Regions from separate parts of the Mus musculus genome. Here all the other regions are linked to region 1. The links are chromatin contacts, called in public HiChIP or PLAC-seq and promoter capture Hi-C maps. All regions are on one chromosome and are shown on one strand. Each heading gives the region's core, a stretch centred on a gene start, on an enhancer-like site or on the middle of the called end of the contact. The rest is flanking DNA. Distances are from core to core; before and after follow the strand shown.

Evidence for each region. Promoter capture Hi-C pulls out the DNA fragments that hold promoters and counts their contacts. HiChIP or PLAC-seq counts read pairs in DNA pulled down with a chosen protein or histone mark.
Region 2: a contact with region 1 is called in a promoter capture Hi-C map of pre-B cells. The contact joins the enhancer-like site here to the promoter of Nek1 in region 1. A contact is called at or near these places in 5 of 39 promoter capture datasets (the 3T3-L1 cell line, cranial neural crest, frontonasal cranial neural crest and 2 more), 2 of 484 Hi-C or Micro-C datasets (CD4 T cells and natural killer cells), 10 of 115 datasets of contacts at active chromatin or transcription factors (the 230-238 cell line, effector CD8 T cells, embryonic forebrain and 6 more) and 1 of 9 other capture datasets (liver).
Region 3: a promoter capture Hi-C map of cranial neural crest shows a contact between it and region 1. The contact joins the enhancer-like site here to the promoter of Nek1 in region 1. A contact is called at or near these places in 2 of 39 promoter capture datasets (cranial neural crest and pre-B cells), 1 of 15 datasets of contacts at CTCF or cohesin (the NIH/3T3 cell line), 5 of 115 datasets of contacts at active chromatin or transcription factors (embryonic forebrain, embryonic stem cells, pancreatic cancer cells and 1 more) and 1 of 9 other capture datasets (liver).
Region 4: an H3K4me3 HiChIP or PLAC-seq map of the SCID.adh cell line shows a contact between it and region 1, with 11 read pairs. The contact joins the enhancer-like site here to the promoter of Nek1 in region 1. A contact is called at or near these places in 6 of 39 promoter capture datasets (the 3T3-L1 cell line, the C10 cell line, cranial neural crest and 3 more), 2 of 484 Hi-C or Micro-C datasets (the G1E-ER4 cell line and embryonic stem cells), 8 of 115 datasets of contacts at active chromatin or transcription factors (the SCID.adh cell line, astrocytes, craniofacial prominence and 4 more) and 1 of 9 other capture datasets (embryonic stem cells).

The regions. Positions count from the first base shown.
Region 1 is chr8:60,991,766-60,994,966 of GRCm38.p6, reverse strand. It overlaps Nek1 (NIMA (never in mitosis gene a)-related expressed kinase 1), which reads right to left and starts at 1,774. Exons shown (of 33, transcript NM_175089.4): 1 at 1,204-1,774.
Region 2 is chr8:61,449,658-61,452,858 of GRCm38.p6, reverse strand. It overlaps a transcript of Sh3rf1 not described here. Among named protein-coding and RNA genes, the nearest start is that of 5730405A17Rik, 23 kb to the right of the region's middle. Within about 2 kb of position 1,763, at least 109 of the 459 cell types and tissues checked have an H3K27ac peak or open chromatin away from gene starts, as enhancers often do. A contact at or near this core is called in the 230-238 cell line, effector CD8 T cells, memory CD8 T cells and 3 more, where this site is marked.
Region 3 is chr8:61,403,024-61,406,224 of GRCm38.p6, reverse strand. The region is part of intron 3 of 5730405A17Rik (a long non-coding RNA gene); the gene reads left to right. It also overlaps a transcript of Sh3rf1 not described here. Among named protein-coding and RNA genes, the nearest start is that of 5730405A17Rik, 24 kb to the left of the region's middle. Within about 2 kb of position 1,759, at least 51 of the 459 cell types and tissues checked have an H3K27ac peak or open chromatin away from gene starts, as enhancers often do. A contact at or near this core is called in embryonic forebrain and liver, where this site is marked.
Region 4 is chr8:61,372,810-61,376,010 of GRCm38.p6, reverse strand. Sh3rf1 (SH3 domain containing ring finger 1) reads right to left here. Exons shown (of 12, transcript NM_021506.2): 10 at 1,644-2,002. Among named protein-coding and RNA genes, the nearest start is that of 5730405A17Rik, 54 kb to the left of the region's middle. Within about 2 kb of position 1,445, at least 14 of the 459 cell types and tissues checked have an H3K27ac peak or open chromatin away from gene starts, as enhancers often do. A contact at or near this core is called in the SCID.adh cell line and neural stem cells, where this site is marked.

The DNA.
Region 1 (3,201 bases), core at 525-3,024:
GAATAGGTGAGGCCTACTTCTAACAGATGCCAAGAGGTCTTCTGGTACTGTCTGCAGGCAAAATCTATACACACGGTTCTTCCAAAACAATAGAGACAACCTGAATTGTAGAAAACGGTCAATGTGTTTTCCAAGAAAGGAAAATTCTCTATTTTTTTCATTATGAGGAATCTCTAGAAAAAAAATAAAGAATTGCTAATATTTTTTAAGTATGTGTTTTCTTCTTGGTAAATATATTTAGACAATACCCAAGGAGTTTATAGTAGAAACTATCAACAAGCAAAAAGAAACTTCCTCTGTTGAAAAGCTATCATGTCCACGATTCTAGAAGGGTAAAACCTACTTGGAATACAGTGCCAATGCATTAGTAACACGACCTCAAAAGAACTGTGGTTAAGTCCCACAGCCTTCATCAGATTTCTGACAGACTTTCTTTTTCAGTGTAAAAACCAGTTTCCCCACAAAATCTGTTACTCTGGTTTCACCAGAACAAGAGGCCATTTTAAATGTAGACCTCTAGATCCTAGAAACTAGAAACAAAGAACTGCTTCTTTTTCCATCTGGCTGCTGCCCATCACCTCCACTTACTGCAGCATAAGCAAAGCCCATCACCGTGAAAGCTCAGATGGACTAGGGCTTTTAAGCCTTCACAAACATTTCCGATGTGATTTATGTAGGCAGTAAAAATATTTCTGCTTCTAGGGAGATCTTACAGGGAAGAATAAAACATTGGGCAGGGTATATAACTCAGTGGCAGATCACCTGCCTAGCAAAAATGAGTTCCTGTCATCCAATCCCCAAGACCCCTTCCCAAAGTTACACTGAATTATTAAAGTGGCAAAACTTTTAATACTTTACACGTGGAAATTGTGTCAAACCATGGAAAGCTTTAGGGTAACCAGTTAACTGCTATTTTTCTCATTAAAATATACAGGCATCTAATCTAATCTATTTAAGTGACTTATCATCTACTTAGATTAGTTTATCGTCTCTTAAGAGAGCGTTATCTTTTTAGAATACCAAAGAATTGCCTTGAGCCATACACAAGTCCTCCCCATTAACAACTTAAGGAGAAGGTGCTTTAGGCGCAAACACTTAAGGCGAGTATCCATGCACTCCACAGATCTATACAGGTCTCCTCACTCCCGGTGAGTTCACCATTCTGCTTGTCTGCCTGTCACTGCTTTCCCACGCGCAACTCACCTCAATGACACGGGACCTGAGTCAGAATAACAGTGGCGACCATAAGCACCGGTCTAGTGGCGGCAGTGTCTTCCTATAGGACTTAAGGCAGAAGCACCACGATGCATTTTGGAAATGACATGCTGTAAGAGAAAGCAAGTCTGTCTACCCAGCAGCCGCTCACAGCCCAGGCTGCGACTCCTACACCGGGCACCGGTCTCTGGCTGACGCGTCAGACTTGCCACCGTCGGGTCAGGCACAGTACTCCGCGACCCGCCCTGGCTACGCGGACGAAACAAACACAGCGGTTCCTGACCCCTTGGAAACGGCGGCTGCACAGGGGGAGTTGCTGGGTACCGCCCCCAACTTCACAGGTCGAGGTGGCTTGGCCAGGCGCGGACCCGCAGCGTGTGGGACTGGGAGGCTACCTGTCGCCCAAGTCCTCCCGCCTCGTCACAGTGACTATGGATTCCGGGGTGAGGGCAACTGCACAGGCTCAAGGTAAGGACGCTGCACGTTGCCGCCCTGAAACCATAGAGCTACTGCTGAGGAGAGGGGAACGGCCCTCGCGTCACTGTCGCTGGCGTGTGACGTCAGCGCGCAGGAGCCGACTTGTGGCGCTGCAGGGGAGGAGCCGGGATCTGCGGGGGGCGGGGCCAGGCGAAGCGAACGGACTGTACGTGCGGGGCGGGGCTGGACTAAGAGTGATGGGGCGGGGCTCCGGGGAAGGGCGGGGTTACGGAATAGGAAAGCTAGTGGGACCCGGCTCTCAGCCAGCAGCTGAGCTAGCGGGGAGCGTGAAGGACCAGAGGCCGGCCTAGAGGAGAGAGAGGCTAGGGAGAGGGTGCAGTGAGTGGGGGGCCTGTGGTAGGTAAAAGCTAAAAAGGGCGGTTTGGGAGCGGAGCGTAGCAAGCCGGGGATGGGTAGGGCAGAATCGGGGACGGGGGAATGGGGCGGGGCATCGTCAAGGGGCGGGGCCATTGGAATATGTTTGGGCCAAAAGAGCTAGGAAGTACTGGGACTAGAGAAAGGACTGGGCAAGTGCATTGGTGCAAGCACCGGGGACTGGGGGCGGGGAGGTGGAGACTGGAGCAACTTCAAGAGTTAAAAACTCCAAGCACCAAAGGGAGAGCGTGAGGTACTCCAAGCTCAAAGGAGCATGTGAAAGACGGGTGTCGGTAGAATAAAGTAAAACCGGAAAGAATTAGGCTGAGTGAAGGCGGGAATTTCGCTCAGGAATCTGACTCAGACTGAAGAGAGCATATTAACAACTTTTTCCCACACGGTACACAGATAAGGTACTTTTAATTTGAGCGCTCATTACTTAACTGAGGATGCCAAATATTTACAAGTAATTTTTCTTTAAGTACAATGCCCTTTAAAAAGTTATTTTAAGGGATGGCTCAAACAGCTCATCTCTGAAGACAGAAGACCAGGGTTCTGGGACGCAAACCTTGGTCTGGTTAACTCACCTGTAACAACTTCAGGAGCATCTTCTGCAAGCACCGGGACCTGAACTTATGCACATATCCACAGTTACTTCGTGAACTTAAACGAAGCAGTTTTATCTTTAATTTTTAGAATACAAAGTTACATTACAGTGTCCTACACCTTTATGTTTACTGTATATACACTTTATACTGAAGGGACTGACGATGTACAGTAGACTAAAAATCATTCGATGCAGGAATTGAAACAGTTGAGAACAAGCCTGGTGTCATCCCGAGTAGCTCTACTCAGTGAGCTAGAGGATGGCACTCTAGAAGTCCATACTTGAGGCAGGAAGAGGATAGTGTCTTTGTATACAGCCATAGTTGCTGTCCACATTGTTCCATTCGTGTGAATGGAACACTACCGAGGCTGCATAGACCTTGCCTAAGATCTGTAGACAGTTGATTTCTCTTTTCCATCCTTTCCCCATCCCACACACCCAAATCGACTTTTCTAGGTTCAGGAGCTTATAATTCTTTCCAGCTTGGAAATGGACAGATTAAGGGCTTCTTTGCCAGATGGTGACAC
Region 2 (3,201 bases), core at 514-3,013, 460 kb before region 1:
GAAGTCTTGGTTCAGACTAAGCTCTATCAGGTTTATAAACAGGTACATTGTTTTTAGTTCTGTCTGGTACCTGTCGGTTTACAAACATGGGGAGACATTGAAAGTATTTTGGGAGCACTGGTTGGATTATATACAAACTGAGAAGTCACATATATCTTCTTTCTGAATGTAGCCTATCAGAATCAGACACACACACACACATTAAAACTGCGACCACGTTGACTGCTGAATGAATACTGCGCAAGTAAAATTTAACGCAACACTTCTTGTTTCCCGTTGCATTTTAAAATATTAACTTGGATTTATTATGCCATTGCATTCACATGGCGATGGTGCTGCTCGGAGAATTTAGGAAATAAGAAGTGAAATGGTAGATGCCACGTCCCATTTATTTGAAATTATTTCCTAGGATTAAACCTTTCGGGACTAGGAGCCTGATATTTTGGGGAGATGGTTGTTTATTTGGTACCACATTTGCAGAAGAAGTGCATTAAAAAAAGAAAGAAAGGTTGAATGATAGCATCAATTTAAAAGCCCAAGGTATCCAGCTGCGAGCAGAGCCTGGATCAGAAAAGGCTGTAATTGTGAGCATATTTCACATTGCACAAACTGGTCAATTCCTTTATCTTTAAGAGTGGCTGCAGCAAATGTCAACGCTCCAGTTTTATGTCTTTGCCACCACCAGCTCTTTCCTCTCACAGTGTGACTCACATCCATAGTCACTCCCTGGGTGATGAGAAAGCCTTTGTAGGACATCAATTCCCAGGACTCAATTTTCTCTATCAGATTGTTGCAAATAAATCTTATTTTATATCTCAGCTCATAACCTGCGGTGGAAATGCTTCACTGTGCCTCCGTGTTCTATTGCTGTGTTTAATGCCACGGCTGGGGACTTGATCATCAACTCTCCAAGAGACACCAGAGATGGGGAATGCGCCTGCCCTTCCCCCACCCTGGACCCCCTCCCCCCAGCATCGACCACACATAAAGGTAGTAAATCACCATCATGATTGTCTAGACATAGCCAATCAGCTGGCTTAATGACATAGGAAGTAGGTTGCTGGGGAGGAGAAATGGCTTTTTAACAAGACAATTCGCATCAAACAGCAATTTATCCTTCACAGAACATTTAATTTTTCTAGAAAGTTATCAGAAGCAAAAGTGTCATTCGGAAGCTGCTTGGCACCGCTTGTGCTTTCTGAGTCACTTCACCAGCTCGAGTGAAGCACACAGGTACATTCCTAAAGTAATCTTCAGAATATTAGCTGTCATCAACCGCCTTGGTGGTGGTTTTGGTAGTTGGGGGGGGGGGGGGCAGGTTGACACATTTTCTTGGAAATGACAGAAGTTCCAAAATACTGCTTCCTGCCTGACTCAAGTCTGGGACCTACTCCCCCCTCTCCCTCTGATAAGGAGCTGAAAGGACATGACTCTACCTACCTCCAGGTCTCACTCAGTCCTCTCAAATGCATGGCATCTGAGCATCCCCAACTCTGCTTGGGACTGCATTTACGTTCAGCTACCAAGGTGAAAGCTTCCCAGGGGCTTGTCCCTACTGTGGTTTCTGTAAGTGGTTCCTGCAGATATCTCTGGGGACCCGGAAGGGGTATTTTCCCCTATAAAAGGACACAAGGGACGCTGCAAGCCAGGTTCACAGCACCCAGGTCTAATCCTTGGTTTGTAGGAGCTCTGTAGGAGCTGACTATAGATCATAACTGAACAGAAAACAAAACCGAAACCACAGACGTATCTCTTAGTTCTTAAATGAAACTGCACTGCCTTTAGCAAGCTCTCTTTCGATTTGAACTATGCACAACCTAAACCCTCTGTCACAGAGATGTTGAGTCTCTCTTATGCTGAGGGATTTTTGGTATTTCCTCACTTTCTCTTCCTTCATCCTAGCTTACTCGTGTGCCGCTGGAGATCAAACCTTGTTCGTGTTTAACTAGTGCTATACCACAGAGCTACATCCCCAGTGCTTGGCTATTTTGAAAAAGCAGTTTGTTGTGTGTCTTAGGGTTTTGCTGCTGTGAACAGACACCATGACCAAGGCAACTCTTATAAGGACAACATTTGATTGGGGCTAGCTTACAGGTTCAGTCCAATATCATCAAGGCAGGAACATGGCCGCATCCAGGCAGGCGTGATGCAGGAGGACTTAAGGGTTCTACATCTTCATCTGAAGGCTGCTAGCAGAATACTGGCTTCCAGGCAGCTAGGATAAGGGTTTCAAAGCCCATGCCCACAGTGACACACCTACTCCAACAGAGCCACTCCTTCTAGTGCCACTCCCTGGGCCGAGCATATATAAACCATCACACTTTGTAACTCAGGCTGGTCTCAGCTCACGATCCTTCGGCCTCTGTTCCTGGAGTCCAGCAATTGCAGATGTTGCACTACCGTGTCCTGCTTAGCTTAGCAATTCCTGCTGACCCTTCATTCTCCACATACCCACTATGCCTCTGTGTGTTCCAGCTTCACAGATCTTTAAACCACTCTCGATTTAAACAGAACCCTAAAACCGGTACTTCACATGTATCTTTTGAATCAGAATTTTGTAGCTAAAGCCAGAAGTTCTGCTCAGCGTTCGAAAAGGTTCACAAGGATTAATTGCTCAGACTGGGGCTATAGTTTACTGCTCAAATGCCTGCATGACACATGAAAGGACCTGGGTTCCGCCCCCAGCTCTACAAAAATAAGTATATGAAGGACCAGGGGATCTGCTGATTGCACTATAAATAAACGTGCTCCCTGAAACGTCGGTTTCTTTTCTCTTTTTAAAAAGAGTTTGTATTTAGAAGCATGTGGTTGTAAACCAGCCAGTGGTGGTGGTGGGGAAGGGGTAGCCTCTACTGCTTCATTGGTGGTGGTGGTGGTGAAGGGGTAGCCTCTACTGCTTCTTTGGTGGTGGTGGTGGTGGTGGTGGTGGTAGTGGTGAGTGGGTAACCTTTACTGCTTCATTCATCTTGTATCCTATATGAGGCAGTCCCCACTTTGGCCTCAGAAGACCTTCGTCTAGCCAACATGGGAATCTCAGCTCCTCCTCAGGGCTAGGAAAGGAGGAACCACTTCCTCCAAAGTGGTTCTCTCTTCTAGAAGAATTTTCACAATGGCTGAAAAAAAAATTACACAGTACCACAAACTTCATTCCAAACTGTTACTAAAAATCTTTTACCTCAGAGAAAGAATGAGCTGCTGACT
Region 3 (3,201 bases), core at 510-3,009, 410 kb before region 1:
TATTTTTACTTTCCCATCTTAATGCTTATATTCTGGTAAGCCATTTCCAACTATTTGTGAAATGAAAAAGTGTTTCTGGGCAAGCAGGATGGCTCAGCCCTCATGACTCAGTTTCATCCTTGGGGCTCACATAGTGGAAGAAGAGACTCACATCCTGCTAGCTTCTCTCTCTCTCTCTCTCTCCTTCCATCTCTCTCATTTTCTCTCTCATACACACACACACACACACACACACACACACACACACACACACACACACACAACTACACTCAGATGAATACATATACACACATACTATAAATAAATGTCACAAAAATACTTCAAGCATTTCTCCTGTGTCTTCACAGCAGTCCTTACCTTTGTTAGCTAAACAGTGACACCAGAAAACTTAGTCAATATATTTGAAATAGAGTAATACACACGTGAATTTATCTCAGGCAAACTAAAAAAAACAAAAACAAAAACCAGAAACAAAAACAAAAACAAAAAATCCAAAAAACAAACAAACAAACAAACAAACAAACAAACCCAACCCTTTAAGTTCTTAAGAATCTGGATGTAGCTGGGCTTGGTGGCATAGTCCTTTAATCTCAGCCCTCAGGAGGCAGAGACAGTCAGAGCTCTGTGACTTTGAGGCTGGCTTGGAACTGGGCCCAAACTGATCTCTGTATTTATTGTGGGAAGAAGCTGAGAGTTCTAGGCAAGCCAGGAACACACAGTAAGACATTGTCTCAAAAAAAAAAAAATTAAACCATCCACCACCACCTTCCTTCTGTGCAGGGAACTTAAGGGGAAGAGCTTGGAGTGTCCCATTTCTAAACAAGGACATTCATTTATGGGTGAGTCCACTGCACATCAAGCTACCAATGAGAGTGTGGAGCACCTGCAGAGTGGGATGAGGCTAGGAAGACAGACAGAGATGGTGACATAAGAAGAAATGGAGAAAGTAATGTATACTAAATATTTTAAGAAGAAAAGAAACTGCATTGTCTGGAATATGGGTGTGGTGGTTTGAATATGCTTGACCCAGGGAGTGGCACTATTAGGAAGTGTGCCCTTGTTGGACTAGGTGTGGTTTGTTGGAGGAAGTGTGTCACTTTGGGGGTGGGCTTTGAGGCCCTTCTCCTAGATGCCTAGAAGCCAATTCTCTCCTGAGTATGGTTGGAACATGATGCTGAACTCTCAGCTCCTTCTCTAGTACCATGTCTGCCTGGATGCTGCCATGCCTCCTGCTTTGATGATAATGGACTGAACCTCTGACACCGTAAGCCAGCCCCAGTTGAATTTTGTCCTAGTATAAGAGCTGCCTTGGTCATGAAAACCCTAAGACAATGGGGTAGGTTACAACTAAAGGCTACTGGTCTGATTCTAAAGCTATACATCTGCTCTCTTTAGTTCTAAGTCACTGGGTGCACTCAGCTGGCAGGAAGAGACCACGACAGTCTCGCTCCTCCCAAGATCCCCCCATTCTCAAGGCTTCATTGACTTAGGCTTTATTAGAGGGCCCGGATGATACTATGCCAATCCCACAATGTGTCTTGGGCAAGGAAATCACAGGAAAGAATCATTTCGGCTTAAAGGGTAGAAACTCAATCCCGACTTTGATTTCTGTAAACCATGACCACATCACAGGAATCCACAATTGCTACCCGGGTAGAGTGAGCCAGTGGTATGGCTATCTATGGAGACTGCCCTCTTGCTGTGGTGGCTGAGCAGGATAAGAGGAGGCAGCCAGCTGGACAAACCTCTGTAGACACAGCAGAGCTCTCTCCCTGCAGGCAAGGAGTGAAAGACTCCGCCCTTCTTTTCTCAGGCTTGTGTCCTTGCACGTTGCTATTTTTCATGGGCTTGGCTGCTTGAACACCCTGGGGGCCAATTTAATAAATGAGGCACTTTCAAGCACTAGGTTCCTAAATTCCTTTCTTTATCCATCTCTCTTTGCTGCACAGAGAGGGTTTCAACAGCCGAGGTGGTCTTTTGTGATACAGAGCCTCCAAAGCCTGTATGCTTTTGCATAAAAAGACCCACAAGCCTTGGTGGTACTATTATTGCATATCTAAACCATAAAGGGGGGTTTTTACTCACAGTCCCTGCCACCGTACCAATTCCAAATGAGAAATTAGAGTCATTTTATTTGCCCTTTAGTGTGTGTGTGTGTGTGTGTGTGTGTGTGTGTGCTGGGGACTGAATGGAGGGCCTGGTGCATGCTAAATCTGTGCTGTACCACAGAGCTTAGAGAGAGCCAGAGTCAATCCTTAACTGGAGACTTTTTTTTCTAAATAAAACCTTGGTAAGGAAGGGAAAATAAAGAGGAATTACAAATTAAACCATGGGGGATGGTTGAATTAGCTTGTATTAAAGAGTGAGCCAGTGGCAAGATCAGCCTTTACAGCCATGGGGAATTTGTTGAATGTGCATTTGTGATATAATTTATAAGGAAATTGGTTTTACTCAAAAGGACGTTTTTGCTTTATGTGTTGTAGCACCCTCAAGTGAGAGAAAAAGGGGGGAGGGGGAGGGGGAGAGGGAGAGAGAGAGAGAGAGAGAGAGAGAGAGAGAGAGAGAGAGAGAGAGAGGTAATTCCATTAAGCTTTCAATTTCTGCTGGCAAAAGGAATGAACTAGATAGGATCAGGAGATAAGGTGCTGGCAGCTGGCCTTCACTCCCCTGACCTTGCTCCAGGGGTTGGGAATAAGAATCCAAGTCTTTGTGCCAGAGATGTCACACCGTGTTTAATTAGAGGGCTGAAGTGCCATTGTTCCCCTCTGTAAGCCCCGTCTCAATTTGCTGAGAAAGTGTCCGTTCTGTTCACAGTGGGCAGATCATGTGATCATCAGCCCAGCAGCCTGGAGAGGCCCATTCTCATTCTGGGGCTCTAGTGGACCAAAGATCATAGTGAATGTGAAACTCGGGACATACCAGAGGAGAGACAACCTGACATTTGCAGAACTGTACATCTGTCTTTGTTTGGATGTCCACAGTCCATTTAGACAGAGCGAAGGGCTTCAGGATTAGATCTCGCCATTTCTTCCCCCACCCCAAGTTTTTAAAATTACAACTTATTTATTAATGTATAAGTGAGGGAATGTGCCATTGCACATGCGTGGAGGTCAGAGGACAATTACAGGAGTCTGTTCTCTCCTTCTGCCACTGTCAGGGCCTTGGATGACACAGGTCACCAGGCTTGGTGGCAGGGCCTCT
Region 4 (3,201 bases), core at 196-2,695, 380 kb before region 1:
TGCCATGTCCTAAAAGCAGACAGAGGCCCTTTTTCACCAATGGACAGTCAAGGGGATGACAATGTCATATACAAGTGGCCACCAAAAGAAGTTACCTCAAACTTTGTGAGAAGAAGAACCCAGATCCTAAAATCAAAGTGTTGTAGGGAGACCTTCCATGTGAACGTGGAGAGGGGAGAGCCTGCCTCTGGCCTCTCTTTCTTGGCCTTCTGCGTCCCATGGCTGTGATTCCACCTGTGAGCTACCGATCTCCATCTTGTCCCCTTTCAGGAAGATTCCCAGATTCAACACTGGGTCCACCCAAAAGGGTAAGTCCTCATCTTCACAGTCCTTGATGCTAGCAAGGAAGCAGGAAGTGTGGGGCTGGGGTCAGGAGGAGGACATCTTTAAGGGCCCTTATTCAGCTCACCACCAGTACCTGTCAGTGCATCCCCTTAGCGAACTGAAGAGCACTGTTCTAAGTGACCGAGGACACTGCCCAAGCCCGAACATTTCAAACTATTAAGATTATTCTTTGAAAACACAAAGTCACACTTGTCCATCTGAGTACAAGTTTAACATAGTTAATGATAAACACTGAAGCAGATACCATTCGTTTTTAAAGTTAATGTTAATAGTTAATCAAATACTAACTTGTCAGCAGGCTCTGAAGTTTATTTCCTTATAAAGTTGTATTTACAGGCTTCTCCAGCCATTTAAGTAGAGCGACATACATTACCACCGAAGCCAGGTGGCTTAGAGCCCTGGGCCACAGCTTTATGGGAAACACACGGGATACTGAGCAAACTGTCAAAGCTGAGGTACAACCATCCAGACTTTATCCACGCTTAATCTCTATCAACTGTATTCTCGGCATCAACCACCTGTCGCCAAGCCTAGGCACATCGACATCTTTCAAAATGGCTTCCTACTCTATATATTTAAAGTCAAGTCCCAAAGGAAAGATGAGGCCTCCCCTATATTTCAGGCGCTCTCTCTCAAGGGACCCTGCTGATCTGTGGTTGAAAGTGCTATACAAGTAACTTTTTAAAAATTTGTTTTTTTTATCTTCTAGGTGTGTGTGTGTGTGTGTGTGTGTGTGTATGAGATACCCTGGAACTGGCATTACAAGCAGTTGTGAGCACTGGGTGTGATCTTGGGTCCCGTATGAGTGCAGTAAGGCTCTATACTGTTAACTTCTGAGCCACTTCTCTAACCCTGAGAATAGCATTTTTGATGGACAGTTTCCAACCTCTCACCCGTCAAAAAACATTTAAAAGAGGAATTGTCAAATAGCAAGAACACTGGACATGAAAATTTGAGGACAGCAAAATAATAAAAGAGTAAGTTACTTGAAGGGACAAAATTCCTCCTTTAGGTTTGGAAGGCTGCGAGCTGAGGTCGATTGAGTCCTACTCACTGTGGTCTCCTTATTACCCAGTAGGGGGCCTGATAATCCAAGGGTATTCAAAAATGAAGAAAAGCATAAGACTGAGACATCAGACTGGGGCAGTGCCCAGGTTTCTGCACCACCATATTCCTGGCATGTGGCACACGAACTTACCCATGGTAAGAACCCGAAGGGCCCGTGGAACAATGAGTCCTTTCACTGGCAAAAAAAAAAAAGTCAGGGAGTAACAGAGAGGAGAAGGAGGGGCTCTCACCTTACTGTCCTTGTCTGGTTTCCCAGCTGAACTGTTCCCACACGCTGATGCAGCACTCTCTGGAGATGTGGGGAGTCCAGGGAGGATGGTCACTGTGCGACCACTGGGCTCTGTCTCCAACACGGCACTGGTCATATTTGGGGAGGCCAGAGAAGCCCCTGCAGCGCAGGCCATGGGGGCATTGGTTCGACTGATGCTGACGGCAGCACCGTGGGCAGCAGGACCCGCCATTGGAGGCAGAGGTTGGGAGGCCAGAGAATGATGGGGCAGGCCCACGGATGCAGGACCGAGGCAGGCGGCATTCTGGACCTGGATGGGAGTCACTGCTGCCGTGGGGCGTTCCTGGCTATGTGCTGCAACTGAGGGTGACAGGAGGGAACACTCAGTGGCTTAGTAAACACTCTTACCAAAATGTGAGCCATCTCACCGTGGTAGACCATAATGAGAGGCAGCTACTGCCATTTATTGCAATAAAGAACAGGTGTAGGATAGCTTAACACACTTAACTCCTCCCTGGATCTCTGGATGCTACAGCTGAGGCTACTGAAGACTTGGAAGATATGCTGTCATCATTCCCCAAAGCCTTTTGGTTATGAATAATAACTTCCCACAGCATTAGAAACACAGGGCCAGTTTCTGATGGCTCGCCATGGCAACAAGCCACGGCGGTCTTAAGTCCTTTACCCATGATACATTTTTCTCTCTCCTCTCTCTTTGAGTACCTACTTTTCTTCACAATCGTTCAGATAGAAATCGCTTGCATTCATTTTACTCCACTGTTGTCACCCAAGACTCTTGGTAGGTTTCTAATGCTGCTGCAGAGTTAAGAAAGGCACTTGACTTCCCATCGAGTCTAAAATAGACCTGTGACTAAATTCGTCAAAAAATAACCAGCATGCTGCTTAGCCGAGAATCACGCAATAGTCACACAGCTAGGAAAAGTGAGACCGGAGGCAGGACCTTGACTGCAGAAGTCATGTTTCAAGTCCCCAAACACATTCTTCTGATACCTCAGGTCTCTTGGATTTGAACGAATGTGCAGGGTGCACTTAGCCCAAGAAGAGAGTTATAGAATGCCCGTTATGGTTTAGACATACGACGTCCCTTGAAAGGCTTCATGTGTTAAAGGCTTGGTTGGAAGCTGACTGGTGGTCCTGAGGGGTGACTAGATTATGAGGGTGCTAACTTCATCACTGGGCTATGAGGAGGTGGGGCCTGGTTAGAATAAGCAGGTCGCTGAGGCATATCTTGGAATGTGTATCCCTCACTGGTCCTTTCACTGTGCTTCATGGCCAACACTACAGTGGCATCTCTGCCCCACCCAATGCTCTCCTCTGGGATGTTCTACATCAACCACAGACCTTCAGTGTTAGGGTCTGGCTACCAAGTGATCTCTTTGTCACTCTTTGCTTGTTTCTGCCAGGGGTACCTGCCACAGTGGCGAAGAACTGCTGGCCATATGGTTTGCTAGTTTGTATTTAAAAATGGAAGTAATTATTTTAAATTCATACCTAGTTTTCTCGGCATCGGTGGTAACTGACCTGCTTAGTCACCTAAG